Linked DNA regions of Mus musculus: all the other regions are linked to region 2. The links are chromatin contacts, called in public HiCAR-type and promoter capture Hi-C maps. All regions are on one chromosome and are shown on one strand. Each heading gives the region's core, a stretch centred on a gene start, on an enhancer-like site or on the middle of the called end of the contact. The rest is flanking DNA. Distances are from core to core; before and after follow the strand shown.

Region 1 (3,280 bases), core at 49-2,548, 2.3 Mb before region 2:
ATGTTGCCTAATGGTGGGAGCAAAGGTGGAAATGACTTGTCTAAAGCCATGGAATGCCCAGGAACCCTGGAAATCCTAGAAGCTGGGCAGATGGAGGAAGGACATTTATTTCTATGTCCTTGAGAGCAAGCATCGTCTTGCCAACACTTTAACCTCAGACTTCTAGCTTCCAGAACCAGAGAGTAAATGCATCCGTTGTTTTAAACACCCAGTGTGTGATAATCTGTCCCGCACCTCTAAGAAAGCAATATACTACTTAAGTATATGAACAGAAATTTAGACAATAAACTGTAATGGAGGGTCAGAGATCTGTGGACAAGAAACAAAATCGCCAGGCGTGGTGGTGCACACCTTTAATCCCAGCACTCGGGAGGCAGAGGCAGGCCAGGTACAGTAGTTTACTCTAGGGTTGGGTGGGAGGTGGGCAGGGACAGACCAAGTTCCGAGTGTTGTTGGCCAGCCTAATCCTTGTGCTCCAGATTCTCAGTGAGAGACCCTATCTCAAAATAGAGGATGGAGAGCAACTGAAGAGGTACTGAGACACTGACCACTGTACAAGCTGATGCATGTGTGTGTATGGGCTATGCTACCGAGCCTGAAGACTTGAGTTGGATCCCTGGAACCCACATGGTTGGAGAGAACTAAGTACCAAAAGTTGTCTTGGGTCTATACACTGACACACACACACAACAACATCGTCTCACCTCTCCGAGCCATGTTCTCATCAGCGAAAGGGGGCTTTGGCTCACCAAATGATTTCTGAAATCAAGTGTAACTTTATGCTTCTAATTTTCTAATTCTGTAATATTTATGATTTTTGGTCAATTGTAACCTATAGTTAAAAAAAAAAAAGATTAGACTAAGAGGAAAGATTCAAGGGATCTAGCGCCCTTCCTTTTACTCTTGTTCCTTCTACACTCAGAAACAAGTAATTGAAGTGCTTTATTCTCCAAGCTTCATTTTGGGTGCTTGGAGTTGAAAGATTAAATTATGTCTCAGCTCACAAGCTGTGTAAGCCTCCTTCTGGCTAGCGCATTTGAACAAATAACCAACACTAATATCAGTCTATGGACCCCGAATCCTACAGTTAGTGGAATTGAGAGAATTCCTGAGTTTCTGGGCTCCAGTAGAACCAGACCAGGCACTTGAACCTCTTGAAGCTGTTTCTGTCTTGTTGAACTGCTGAAAGGTTGCAATCAAATCCAAAAGACTCTAGCCAGAGAGCCTGCTCTCTTAGGGCTCTCGCAGGTCCGGAGCGCGCGGGGCGGAGCAGCCGGAAGTGCCGGCGCGCGTTGTCAGCGACGCCGGAAGTGCTTGGTCGGCCTGGCGGTAACCTTGCGGGCCGAGCCACCGCTGCCGAGGTGAGCTCTGCTCGTCTTAGCGTTGGCCCAGCGAAGCTCGTCAGCTGCCGGGGGAAGGCCGCCGAGGTCGCGCGGGAGGGCGCCGAGCGCCGCGGAGCTCAGGCGCGCGCGCAGGACCTCGCAGCCGACATGTCTCTGGTGGCGGAAGCGTTCGTCTCCCAGATCGCAGGTAGCCCGTGTGGGCGCCGACGGGGCGGCGTGGGTGGCGGCGGGGATCCGCGTGGGGAGGCGGAGGGCTGGAGTTTCCCTGTAGCCGTGGGTCGAGGGTGCTGAGTCTACAGCCCGGGTGGAGGCGGCAGCGGCCATGGAGGCTTGGCCTCACTTTCTGGATGAGGAAACTGAGGACACATGGCCAAGGTCACCCTGCAGGGACAGAGTCCTGACCTCACTCCCTCCGCGGCGCTTTGTTCCCCGACTCCGCGGTTTAGGTGGCGGAGGCCCGGGGCTGGGGATCGAGGTGGGGGCGTGGCCACGGGTTGGGTCCTCGCCTCCCCCAAGGTTTCCGTGGGAATAGGGCAGCCTCTCTGCTCTTGGGTTCTCAAGTTTAAGGTGACTGTCACTCTTGAGCTGCCCTTCTTTACCTGTTGTTGATGGGTCACCCGAGTTGTTCTCCAAGCCATTTGCAAAGTCTGTGGGATTCTTTGAATTATTCTTAATGGGCATGAAGTTTAAAGAAAGTAAACATCTTTTGACACACACACACACACACACACACACACATTCGTATTGAAGTTTTTATTTTGGCGAAAGTGGCTATGATAGAAAAAAAGAGTCAAGTTAATGGGATGAATGTTAATTCCAGCAGTGTTTTCAACGTTCGAATGAGGAGATAGTCACTAAGATAAACAGTCGTATTTGGGGTAAAGTAGTACATTGGAAATGAAAGTATAATGTGTTATCAACTTTTCGAAACGCTTTCCATTGTATTGAATTTGTGTGAACTTAGATTTCCTTTAAAATAGCATTTTATAGGAGAGAGGATAGAAGAGAGATTGTAAGCTTCATGAAAGCAGGGAATTTTGTTTCCCATTGTATCCTAGGACCTGTCTGTCAGTTCTCTTTAAATACCCATGACTTGAGTAAATAACACAGATTTCAAGTAATGTTTCTCTCTGACTTTATCAGTGAGGTTGAAAAAGTCAGGCCTCTGACTTGAGGTCAGTGGTTTATTTTAGACTGATACTATGTCATAAATCATTTCACAGTATATGTTTGTATTCTGAATGTATATATCCAATGTGTGATTTCTTTTCAACAAGAAAACAAGAAATGGTATTTGATAAACTTTTGATAAGTTCAGAATTCTACCTCAGTTAGTGAAGTTTACAAATCCCCAGGAAGTTTGTATTTGTCTTAAGGTGCTTGTAGTGGTCTGTTATGGTAGTAGGACATATTTAAAGCTAGATAGTTCAGTAAATAGAAAGTAGTATAGGAACAGCTCCTAAGTCAAAATATAGCATGAATTAATTCTCGATGTATTAAAGATTTAAATGTAGCACAAACGAACTTACAATAAAATAATAGGGAAAAAAACAAGGGCAAATACAGGGTATTATTTTTGTAAGATTGGATAGCAGGAGTTTCTAAGCAAAACATGGAGTATACATTCCATAATCGAAATGGTTGTATAAGAATATAGAAAGTTTTTGATGTTAAAAGACACCATGGGACCTGGAGGGCATCATCCTGAGTGAGGTAACACAATCACAAAAGAACTCAAATGATATGTACTCACTGATAAGTGGATATTAGCCCAGAAACTTAGTATACCGGAGATATAAGATACAATTTGCAAAACACATGAAACTGAAGAAGAACAAAGACCAAAGTGTGGATACTTTGCCCCTTCTCAGAATTGGAAACAATCACCCATGGAAGGAGTTACAGAGACAAAATTTGGAGCTGAGACAAAAGGATGG
Region 2 (3,189 bases), core at 151-2,650:
GTTTTAAGTTTGAGAAAAAGTAATGTTTACTAAAAAACAAAAAAGTCCTAGATTTGCTTCTCTTCCATCCCTGCTGGAATCTACATGTTGCCCAAAGCGTCTTTAAATCGTGTGCAAGTGACCTGATTGCACTGGGGAAGCCATGGTCCTTGTCATTCCCACTCACACCTCTGCTGAGGACAGGATGGGGAGTGGAGCTGAAGTCCTATTTGTTGTGCAGAAGTCTCCCAGTACTGAGAACCCCCCACCCCCACCCCCACCCAGCTAAGGCCTTGAGCAGGACCCTGCATTCCATGCCTCTTCAGAGAATTGCTTTGCTCAATGTCAAGCTCGGCTTTTCTCCTACACAGCTTCATGCTACTATACAATTTTGCAGCATGTAAATCCAATAGGCCTTGTAGCCAGGTATTTGTTTGTTTGTCGTTTTGTTTTACCAGGTTTGCTTTCATTAAACCTGAATTATTTGGGTGGCATAGTGTCTAAAGAGCAAGCTTATAGTCCAGAGGATCTTTCATGATGATTTCAGTCAGAGGAAAAAAAAAAAATCATGGGAGCCTCGTACAACCCAAAATAATGTGTGGCCATCTTTGCACAATTAGACATAAAACAATTAGACATAAAACACACAGTTAAGGCCCGAGTCACTGCACTTTCCTTTTCTCAAGAGGGAGAGGCAGTTTAATAAGTAGTCTGTGGCAGTCTCCATCCCCCTACAGTGGGAGAAGTATTTAGCGTTGCCTTTACCAGTGAAAACCGGTTCTGGGAGGCTTCTGGTGCATCCAGTTCTCTCAAGCTCAGGACAGTGCCCCACTCTGACCTGCCTCCCCATTCTCCATCACAGCCACTCAGAAATCTCAGGCACTGTCCTGGCCACCCAACTCTCCTGGAATTCCTCAACCTTCATCACATGCGCCTCGCCTGTAAGGACCAAACTGAAAGTACACAGTAAAGTTTGTTGGAAGGCGCTCTAGAGGCGTTTTACCCTGAAAAGCAGCTGCCAACTTGTTGGAACTTAGCAGTCCTCTGTCACGGATTTAAGTGGCGAAGATCACTTGTTATTTGTCATCTGCTCTGCATTATCCTCCCGTGCTCTCAGCCATTCCGCCAAGAGCCCCCCAGCCACACAGAGGAAAGCAAGCTGTGAGTTTACCTTGACAACGGCGATCACGATCTTGGAGTCCCCAGCGTGCACGGCTACAGAGCTGACAGTGGTGGTGGAAGCACCCACATGGGGACTTTCTTTGCAGGACATGGCACTTTAGAAGCAGGGCTTAAACCCCGAGCAGCCTTGGTAGTGATGCTGTCTGCTGGTCATGTCAGAAGGCTTCCACGAGGCTACCGGGACTCTTTCAGGGAACGCGCCTCTGTTCACACTGATTGCCCGGCCAAAAGGAAAGAACAGGAAGTTAAAAATAGACAGCCCCATTGAGCTTATCGAGAGGGAGGGGGAAAGGGGAGAGAGAGTTACACTCGCGGGGGGGGGGGGGGGGGGAGGGAGGGAGATGGAGAGAGAGACACAGAGACAGAGCACCACCCCCCTAGTATGGTAACAGAAAGTGCCAGTTATTTGAACCATTATCTGAAACTCGAGGGACAGCTTTGAGCTCTTTGCCTATCAGCTGATGTCTGATAGCTAATGGAAAAAAAAAAAACAAAAAAAAACTACATCCTGACAACCCAAATTAGTTTTGCCATCGAAACTAAACAGTTGTAGCTATGGACTTTGCAACCAGAAAGTCACTGACCTGGATATCAGTCTTTTCAAGTCTTCTTCGTGCAAAGAAAACTACTAAAAATGACTCTCTCTCTCTCTCTCTCTCTCTCTCTCTCTCTCTCTGTCTCTCTCTGTCTCTCTTTCTGGTATTTATTTGAGGAGTTAAGTATTTTTAAAACAACTCACCCAGGATTTATCAAGAACTACACATCTTCCTGGGATTTCTCTGTGACTGTTTTCTGAACAGTATTTTCCAATTCAGCCAGCAAACAGCTGTGAGAAAGCTCAGCACTTCCATGCTTCTTGTTAACTCTAAGAAATGTGTTTTCTTTGTAGTGAACATTTTGTTTCTTTTTTGTTTGTTTTTGGCTCTGCTTTGTTTAGCCTCCTAGACTGTTCTGGCTCCCCCCGCCCCCCACCTCTCTTTCTTTGTAAATCCCCATTTCTACCTGGAGAAAAAAAAATTTTCAACTAGCTTCAAATCAGAGTGAGGCTCACAGATTAATCCTATTGCTAGAAGCTCTGCCTCTGTCAGAAGTTGTCTGTGGTATTAAGCAGCAGCTGTTGGAGCCCTGTCAAAGAACAGCTGAAAATAACACCACTGAAGTTTAGGTCAGAGGTCAGAGGCAAACACATCAGAGACACTAACTCCAAATCTGATGAAACCACTGGAGAGCCCTGGGATGAAAGATAAACCCGAGGACGGAGCCATAAACGGAGCCAAAGGAACCCACTCCCTGTGTAGCCCCCCTTAGCTCTGAGTAAAAGCACGTTAGACCCTGGGCCGACAAGGCGGGGGCTGCGTAAGCAGTGCCACTGATTTCTTATGCTAAGGCTTATGAAAACATTGTTGAGTTGAAATGTGGGCGAATGCGTGCACACGCACACGTACGTGGGTGTCAGCAATTGCTCTTCTTTCCCTGGCTGCTCTGCATACTGTACACCCTTGGACCGGCGCTTCTGCTTTTCAGCATCTGCCTGCCTCTCTGATGAGATGGGAAACACACCAAGATCCCTGCTCCTAGATTGAACAGACTTCACCTAACACCGCGACGGCAGCAGCCGGAGTGAGCTAGCTCTGGTCAGCAGGCGCCAAGATCCTGGACAGTGTAGAACCTGTTCTGAGTGGTTTCAGTTTGGGGCGGGGCGGAGGAGTTCTCGGAGAAATAACCACTTCTGGACATTAAAGATAGTTTCTTCCACTGAGCCAGTATGTAACCGGGCTGGGTAAACCAAAGCAATTCAACTACAACCAGCTTTCAGCCCTAATGAGAGAGATTCAGAATGCCCATGGCTTAAACTAAATGCACAGCAGGTATTGCTTAAGTCCTTATCCATCTTGCCAACCAGAACGGCAAACATCAACCTGCATACAAACAGCACATTTTCACCCTAAGCTAACCCCGGGCTGCACGGCTCACAAGTTGCATAAAGGCCCTCACGAGTAGAAAGGAATTTGGGGCAGCAAGCTGCAA
Region 3 (3,280 bases), core at 772-3,271, 2.3 Mb after region 2:
CTCTATTTTAGACAGTTTCTGGGTCTTGGAGTAGCAAGGTACCACCTTGCGCAGGTTGTCCAGCGCCGCGTTCAGCCCGTGCATGCGGTTCCGCTCGCGGGCGTTGGCCTTCATGCGCCTTAATTTAAAACGTTCTAGGCGCGCCTTGGTCATCTTTTTCTTTTTGGGACCCCGTCTCTTGGGCTTTTGATCCTCCTCCTCCTCTTCTTCTTCCTCCTCTTCCTCTAGATCCTCATCTTCCTCCTCCTCCTCTCCCCCGTTTCTCAGAGAGTCCTCCTCTGCATTCATGGCTTCAAGCTCGTCCTCTTTCTTGTCTGCCTCGTGTTCCTCGTCCTGAGAACTGAGACACTCATCTGTCCAGCTTGGGGGACCTTGGGGCTGAGGCTCGCCCATCAGCCCGCTCTCGCTGTATGATTTGGTCATGTTTCCACTTCCTGTATTGAACAGGGAGAGAGGCAAGCAGAAGAAGAAAGGGGGGGAAATCCACCCGCTATATTTAAAAGCTGGATAAGCCTTCAGCTCCCTCTCCCTAATCCTACAGAAATGCACACAAATAGAAATACACAGGAGTCCACTGCAAAATGGATGCCTCCAGGAAAAGTTAAACGCAGTGCTTCATGCTGGCGTGTCTGTACCTCGGTGCTGCGTAGTAGGTACCACTAGGCCTGTCATGAGTGGCTATGGGTGCCTTTCCTAGTGATCAGCTCAACTGTGTGCAGGGCAATTATCTGGCCAGGTGCCCTGTGTGGAAATGCGTACAGAGTGCATGGTTTTCTGACTGTGTCCCAAGTCACTCCCAACTCACAAAAACGATGAGTTTGGAAATGGAATACTCTGAACTCATCTCTGCTCTGGCTTCGCACTACTTAGAGGTTTAAATAAATTGAAAAGCCATTACGTAATTTCCTAGCACTGACCCCAATTTTTAAAGAAGATTATATGGAAGGGAGAGCCAATGCACAGAGGAGGAAAGGTAGTTTCCATCAAATTATTTTCCTATCGACAACACATTTGGCCACAGAAGTGGGCACAAGTCTTCCATCCCTCTCTTGCCTTTCTTTCTTTGCCTCACCACCCCCCCCCCACGCCCCCGCTAAATTCCCACCTTGTACAAAAGCTCTGGCTCCCAGGCGAGGCTCTCCCACGCGCTGGGGATCAGGTGCAAAAGGCTCCTCTCTAATAAACAGCCCATTGAAAGGGCCGCCCGCTCTTTATTGGGGCTTTTCAAAGTTCGCCTCAAACCTCCCTTTAAAAGATGGAGTAATTACAATGGTCAGCGACTGGCAATGGTGAAGGTGCTGCTTCTCATAAGAACTGTAAAAAGCCTTTAGTAAAACAACTGAATGTCTGGCCCCAGCATGGGGACTTGGCCGCCTCTGGGACAGTAACAGGTAGCAGGAAAATTTCCTTCCTTTTCTCCCCCTCTCCCTACATTTCAGCTAAGCTATTTCAGAGTCCAATCGGTTTTCCAGTACTACATTCTCCTGAAATAGATAGTTTCATATGCACGATGAGCCTAAATATCTGTACACCAAATAAAACTATGGGCAGCAGGTGTTTTTGTTTGTTTGTTTTGTTTTGTTTTGTTTTTCTCTTTCTCTCCTTTTCTCCCCTGAATAAGTGAGAACTGGAAGTGGTTGTTTGCTTTGGGGACTTTCAAATAACCGCTTACAAATAATTACAGTTACTCCCCTCCCCAAACATTCTAAAAGCTTCTATACTATTAAAAATTAAATGTAATTAGAAAGCCTGCAGGGGGTACTTGAGTGCTGGGACTCATTACGTGCGAGTACTTGTGGGCAATTACGAGGAGGGACACTGATCTCAAATATAGGGACAACCGACTCCACAAATGTGCGCATGCAAAGTACCAAGGTACAGCTCTTCAATTATTGCTTTTATTCTCGGGAGAGTAAAAAATAGGAATCATAATTACCTGTTGTTAAAAGGTTCTGAATAGTGACGATCTCATAACCCTGGAGCCTCGGGACACCTTGCCTTCTGCGTGGGCGAATTCCTCGTGTCCCGGTGGCGCGGGCGCTAGGGTTATATAGCCGAGTTGCTGATGCTGAGCGCGGGCGGGGCCGTGAGCTGAGCAACGAGCAGGTCCCTGCGCCCCGCAATCGCGCACGCGTCCAGACTGAACGACTCCCGCCCTCATTCACCCCTCCCCAGAACTTTCCTCCCGCCCCCTTCCACCACCACTCCCCTCACCCCCACAGTACCTCCGCCCCTGCTCCTTCCTCCCCGGCATGCGCCATATGGTCTTCCCGGTCCAGCCAAGAGCCGGGAACCACGTGACCTGCCTATTTGTATGCCGCGGAGCGCTCCATTCCGGCCCCTTTGTGGCCAGAAGAAAGTGGCCCATCTGTCGCCAGTTAGAGACTCCGCGGACCTGTTTTTACCCGCAGGAGAGATTAACCCTTTGTGGCAGCAGAAGACAGAGGACATGTGGGGGGGGGGGGGGTTGCGGGAGGCGAGCTGGAAAGGTAAAGAAAGATCACTGAGTCTATGTCCTAGCCTGAAGACTGCTTTAGCGCAGAGAGGTAGACAGAGGTGAACCACTCACAATCCCAGATACTGAGGTGCACTGAAGGGTCCTTCCCTTGACAATGGTCTCCGGTGGTGCAGTTTGACTTTGTTCTCTCTGGAGAGGCCCATCTCTTAGCTTCTACCTCTTAGCAGAGGCTTTGCTTATTGCCACCAAAGGGTGGCTGGCTTCTAATCTCCATCACCTCTCTAGGCAAACATTTATTTCATATAAAAACGACCTCATCTGGAAACACAGCCTTGACTCAACCTTCCTGACTAGAGCATCTTCTAGAATCCTTTGCAAGTCAGCTTCCATACCCTACACTTGAACACTCCAAATGTAAACCTAACGGTCACCTGCTCCTACCCCAGAGACTTCACTAAGAGTCTTCAACTCTAAACCCTAGAATTTTGTGTCTAAAGCTAGTTTTTGCCAGCAGACCTTGGCTCCGTTGGTTTTCAGATGCTCCTGGAGTAATGAATGACCTCAGCTAGCTCATCTAGGGAATGCTAAGATTAAACAACCCCGCACCAGAGGTGGGAATTTCATCTCTGACACAGACCATAATTCAATCACAGCCTTCCTTGAGCCCCTAGTGCTCAATCTCTGGGGCCTTGGTCAGAAGAAGCTCAAAGAGAAGCTGCAATAAAACTCTATTCAATGTGCTGTTTCCCTTTCTGGGGACTCTGTGTTTTGAGTCAAGCAAAGTCTATTGTGGAATAGCCTTATCTATTCTTAAATAAGGAG

Evidence for each region. Promoter capture Hi-C pulls out the DNA fragments that hold promoters and counts their contacts. HiCAR-type assays count read pairs that join an accessible place to other places.
Region 1: a promoter capture Hi-C map of liver shows a contact between it and region 2, with 4 times the contacts expected there. The contact joins the promoter of Mtx2 here to the promoter of Ccdc141 in region 2. A contact is called at or near these places in 2 of 39 promoter capture datasets (liver and pre-B cells).
Region 3: a HiCAR-type map of astrocytes shows a contact between it and region 2, with 2.8 times the contacts expected there. The contact joins the promoter of Neurod1 here to the promoter of Ccdc141 in region 2. A contact is called at or near these places in 1 of 39 promoter capture datasets (embryonic stem cells) and 1 of 115 datasets of contacts at active chromatin or transcription factors (astrocytes).

Annotation. Positions count from the first base shown.
Region 1 is chr2:74,824,514-74,827,793 of GRCm38.p6, forward strand. It overlaps Mtx2 (metaxin 2), which reads left to right and starts at 1,299. Exons shown (of 10, transcript NM_016804.4): 1 at 1,299-1,530. The coding sequence starts at 1,491.
Region 2 is chr2:77,169,235-77,172,423 of GRCm38.p6, forward strand. Ccdc141 (coiled-coil domain containing 141) reads right to left here and starts at 1,401. Exons shown (of 24, transcript NM_001025576.3): 1 at 1,151-1,401. The coding sequence starts at 1,252.
Region 3 is chr2:79,454,615-79,457,894 of GRCm38.p6, forward strand. Neurod1 (neurogenic differentiation 1) reads right to left here and starts at 2,022. Exons shown (of 2, transcript NM_010894.3): 1 at 1,937-2,022; 2 at 1-434. The coding sequence starts at 423.